Linked DNA regions of Zea mays: region 2 is linked to region 1. A link is a contact called in public Hi-C data. All regions are on one chromosome and are shown on one strand. Each heading gives the region's core, a stretch centred on a gene start, on an enhancer-like site or on the middle of the called end of the contact. The rest is flanking DNA. Distances are from core to core; before and after follow the strand shown.

Evidence for each region. Hi-C and Micro-C count contacts between places; a contact is called where the count stands out from the background.
Region 2: a Hi-C map of leaf shows a contact between it and region 1, with 5 times the contacts expected there. The contact joins the promoter of LOC100192493 here to the promoter of LOC100502520 in region 1. A contact is called at or near these places in 2 of 25 Hi-C or Micro-C datasets (leaf and tassel).

What each region holds. Positions count from the first base shown.
Region 1 is chr2:63,930,995-63,933,741 of Zm-B73-REFERENCE-NAM-5.0, reverse strand. It overlaps LOC100502520 (potassium high-affinity transporter), which reads left to right and starts at 1,421. Exons shown (of 9, transcript NM_001357849.1): 1 at 1,421-1,603.
Region 2 is chr2:64,455,741-64,458,487 of Zm-B73-REFERENCE-NAM-5.0, reverse strand. LOC100192493 reads left to right here and starts at 1,412. Exons shown (of 4, transcript NM_001348737.1): 1 at 1,412-1,460; 2 at 1,622-1,669; 3 at 1,806-1,887; 4 at 2,667-2,747. The coding sequence starts at 1,806.

The sequences.
Region 1 (2,747 bases), core at 172-2,671:
TGCCGCTCCGGCCTCAAAAAGTGGTTTGGCAAGTAGTCTAGGAGGAACATATGCAGTAGACTCCCCCCCCCCCCCCCCCCCCCCCCCCAAAAAAAAACGCTCTTCGCGGTGAAACACATTATTGTGGCAATGCACATATGGTGTGGCGGTATGATTTTGTACAAAAGGACTAGAAACAAACATAAAACATAGGTGGGGTCATTTTTAAAACATGACTTCAAAAAAAAAAGATCCCCAAGGATATTAAAAAAAAAGAAATTCCCATGGAAAGGAACCCTTGAATATCCTAGTGCTGGATTTTGTCGTTATCTATTTATCACCACAACCTGATACAGATGAAGTGTACGGTATCCTTTTGGGTGGACTGGGACTAGCTGGGACAATGCAAATATAGAAAATGGCAAATCAGGCAATTAGTTGTCTGCCGCCGGAGGGCAACAAGGGCCATATGTGATATGTGTTTTGTCCCATGGTGAACCAGATGCTATGCTACTCCCCTTCTGAGTTCTTTATGACACGGAATAGGCCCGCGCGGAGGCATGTGCGGCCCGTGCTCACGAACAGGGCCCCAATCCTTCAAGGCCCCTAAAATAATAGTCACCAATAGTTTAATCAGTACACAGTTCAGTAATTAGCTCAGTAAGGAAAATAAATCAACTAATCTTTAAGCAAATCTTCTTCTCATGAGTTAAATCAGTTGTTTGTGTGGTATCTTTGTCTTTGATCACGACTACATCTCCATTTAAACGTAAATGTCGTTCAAGATTTCATTTTAAGGAATAATACTATCCAAGTAAAATTATACAATATAAAATTGAATAGACAGCTAGACACAATTCTTAATATAATATTTTTATCATATTATCATAGCCTATATTAGTGTAGTTCTAGTTTATAGATTGATATTCCGGAATTTTGTACAGGGCCTTAGATTTTACTGGCCCGGCCCTCAAAACTCGATCAGAGCACATCCAGTACAAAGCACCGCAGCGGCTGCGCTGATATTAAGGTGAGCTAAAGTTTAAAATTAATTTTAGATTTATTTTGTAGTTTAGAATTAGAACATTAGACGACGAAATCTAAACAGCTGGTAAAGTCTACGACGGGTGCGGCGGAAGACTAGTAGGAAGCCGCTCCCCTGATGGCTGCAGCAGGCCTGCCTGCAACTCGCTCCTTTTTTTCTGCATACCGCCACCGCGTCCAATAATACACATACACCGCGCCGCTGCATTATTCACGTTTTCTACGGTTGTTCCCCCCCCCCCCCCCCCCCTTCTCTGTCTCTCTCTTTCCACGGGACGCCCCTGCGCTGCGCTCGCCACTCTCTCTCTCTCTCTATCTTCCGCTCGTCGTCTCTTTGCGTGCGTGCTCCTCTATTTAAGGCCGACTCCTCCCTCGGCGGCAGGAGGGCTTCGTGTCACAGCTAACTAGCGTCCCCCTGCTCTGCTCTGCCTCCTTTCGTCACAGCCTCGCCTCGGCGGACGACCAACAAGGTCGCCGGCCAGCCAGGGCGGACGGTCGCCTGCTGCTGCTGCTGAACCCTGCACCACCTCGGCGGCGTCGTCCTCTTCGTCAGCTAGCAAAGCATTCCCTGGCTACATAGGTAAGGAAAGAAACCCTTCTTTGTTTGTTCGTCTTGCTGTCATTTTGTTGTTCCCTGCGTCAGTACAGTAATCCCCCCCCCCCCCCCCCCCCCCCCGGGCACGCACAAGCCTGTTTGGAAGTTGCAGTCGTACGCAAGGGACCTCTTCCTAGCCTTTCCCACAGTCTCCATCTCGATATGCAGTTCAGATCATCTATCCAGAAACAAGAGAAGAAAAAAATAAAAGATCGTGCACCAAGAGATTGCGTGTGGAAATTGAATGGCTCCCTGGCCTTCGTTTACACCCTCTCCGCCAAAAATCTCTGTCAGTCGCTAGTAGCAGCAGCGGGTAAAAAAGAAGAAGAGGAGGTTGATGCTCGCCCTGAGCGCTCATGATGCCCACGTGTCAGCAAGAGCGTTGAAGGTCGTAGCATCGAGGTCAAGGGTACCTCCAATGGCGTCCGTTTACGGCCTGATTACCCCTTAAACTAATCTTGTTTAGTTAGTTTATTATGTACTATATCGTATTTGCCTTTTGGCACCGAGCGAGGGTCGGTGTACAGTGTACACGACCCGAGGCGATCCGTGGGAAATATACATTAACAACTCAGCTTCCGGATCGTGCAGCTCAAATTTCTTGTCAGATGGGTTGGTGTGCACAGCTGATTAGCTGAGATAGTACTTTAATTACTAATTAATAATAATAATAACAGGTCAGGGGAAATTTTGTATGACGTCACAGTTTTTTTTGGAGGATGAAATGGGGGGTGGTGGGCGGCGGCTGATTCCAGCTCTCGGCCGCTCCATCACGCCGTCGCCTTCACTGTGTTTTGTTTGGAGTCGCCTCCCTGTGACTGACGTCTGGAGCCCACTAGTGCGTTGACCAGACCACATAGCGCTGCTGTTTCTCTCACTCCACGCGCTGCCAGTTAATAATTTGCGGGTGGTTTCTTTTCTGGATCCAGGCAATTGTGGTTGTAGAATTGATACATGCCGTAGCATTTCGCCAAGTATTAATGACACCATCACCACGCGGATTATTCACTGGCAACGTGACAAAATCCCGACTGTCAGTCAGATCGATAGTACTACCCAAAGAACTTGTTTCGCACAGTTGTGCTGCTGATTTAACTACACCCAAAGAAGGATGTTGTTGTGAAATGTG
Region 2 (2,747 bases), core at 163-2,662, 520 kb before region 1:
GTGTGTTTCCTCTGTCGTGCTTATGGGAAGGGAGACGGGTTCTCTACATCTTCTTGCGCCTCTACTGCTGACGGGAGGGAAAGGAGCGGATCTGGTGATCCGTGGTAACGTAGTTCTCAACACTATTCACCATCCGGAACCAGCTTCCTTCTATTCCTCCTCAGCTGTAACAGCTTCTCCTCTGGTATCTCCGGCGGCCGTAGTCGTAGTAGCAGACGTGACAGTATGACCCATGGTGACCTAGTCATTACAAAAGCGTTCCATTATTGGTGGAACTGGAAGCGCTCGAGTTGGAGCGTGATTGTATTTTACCCCGACCACAGGCACATACTATGGAGAGAGACCATTCCATACTCGAAACTCGAACCTTTCGTTAAAAACAGAAGACGGGAGAGGGTGACAGTAGCTAGACGAACGTGCCGTGGAGGACCAAGCAGCCAGCCGAGGCAAGTACACTATCCGTCTGATTGGTTGTTGTACACTGGTAGGCTGGCTCGTATCCGAGAAGTCAGGCTCCTTGTACACAGGCTTGGTATGTACATATACTTTTGTTTGTTTGGTTGTATTATTACATTCAGGACAAATATAACCTGTGTTTGGTTATCTACACCAAAACGTGTATTAGAGAAAAGTGAATAAATAAATCTTTAAATATTATATAGCATGTGTGGTCTAGTTTTGTTAAAAAAAATCCAGGAACACGAATATAAAATCGATTCGATGATTAACTTTTTTATTTAAATGATATGATGCAAGAACAAATATAAATGTGTTCTCGTTTTGCGTGCAACTACATGCAACAGCATGCCACCGGACTGCACGCCGGCGTACGCACGCTGGGAGCATCTCCCGCGGGCCTGGCTCGCCATCTATTTTTGCATCCGTTCAACCAGTACGCTGAGAGAAGTAAACCAAACAATATGCACTTTGAGACTCCGCGGGTGCAGCTGCAACCTTCCGCACATCAACCAAACAGGCAGGATATCTCTCAGCTCACCCTCATGTTTTTTGTACGAGCACCACTTATCAACAAGTCGTCTCCCGAACAACCAGAGGCGTAGACAGTGGGTGGTCCGGGTGGGCCACGGCATATCCTAAGCCGGCCCACCGGACCACCAGCCCACCAAAATTCATATAAAAAATACTGATATATATTATATTTGCATTCTAATATATACATTTATAGACTTAAATGTTAAATCTACCGTATTATATTTTGAACTATATACCAAATTATTATATATTATATTAAATTATTTATAAAAAATCTAATGGCATACCTCACGGAAAAATTCTAGCTACGCCACTGCGAACAACACGGGTCACACGAGGCTTAGCTCCGCTTCGTTTCCTTTCGTTTCGTTATATAACCTGCGCGCCCACCCTCCCCTTTGCTGCACATGCACTCCTCCTCTCTTGCCCACCAGCGACTCCCGTAGCTGGAACTCGCTCGTCAAAAGGTGAGCATAGATCCTTTCAGCTTTTCCTTTCACTGCTTCTAGCTGCTGCATTCGACGCACATGTTGACCAAAACATCCAGTTCTAGTTTCTCCACTATAGTTTGATATATATACATATGTATAGAAGGTGTAATAATCTATCACTCTTGCTCGTTACCCAGGAAAAGAAACACTTCGCTTCAGCTGGTTGACAGACGACTCAGAGCAAAGTAAGGGTGACTGAATAAAAAAACATAGTCTTTCCGTTGGAACGACGGCGGCAGAAGCTCTGCTGATGCTGCTGTAGTTTCTGTTCGTCAGTACACGCAACGCAAGTAGTACGTTTTTCACATGTTCGTTTTGCAGATGGGTATACTGGTGATTACGGTGGACCTAGACTGCTGTCGCTGCAGAGCCAAGATCACCAAGGTCCTGGACTGTCTCAAAGGTACATATTTATCAGCATGTACATAAAGATGGGAATACTTCCATGATGCGATTGTACATATAATCCAGCAATTCATTCGAAAAAACCAAAAGCGTATTTTACCCCCCACCCCAAGCACGAACAGTCCATGTTCGAAGAAACTGATATTGTCGAAGCTGTAGCGCAACGTGTCTTCGCAAAAAGGGAAAAATTAAAGAAAGACAAAACATTCGGGGTTCCCAATTTTTGCAGAGGAAAGTATGAACAATACTGACCAGGTTTGCAAGATTCTTCTGAAACCACGTCGACGAGCTTGTCTGGTTCAGCTTATTTTTAATCACATGCGGAAGAAGATGAATGCGGCACGAAGGAGTCGTTTAGGGTCTAGAAATGACAAATTGCTCCTACCACAACGACTCAACGGACTATGTGTTCATATTGATTCGGACGATTTTTACCAAAACGATTCTCATAGAGTTTGGGAGTTTAGTTGCCAGAAGCCGATTCCCCGATGGCCAGAATCCAATTTTAAGCCGAAACAAACACCCCGTCATCGGCCTGAATCGGAAAACATTTTAACCAACATCATCTAGGCTTCCTGTGATTAATTAAATAATCATAGTTAGACTATGTTCAGCAGTTCATAGTTAGACTGGATGTTTTGTACTGTAGACTACTCGTAGGAGTTTAAATATGGGTATTGGGATGGGTAAGACTGCAACTGCTAGCTTATAAGAGGCTGAATTCTAATATATTCTTGCAACAGTAATTATCTTTTTCTTTTTCAAAAATTGATGCAGAGGAGTTCTGCATCGAGAAAGTGGAGTTCGATGACAAGAAGGAGAAGAAGGTGGTGGTGGTGCGTGGGAAGTTCGACGCCG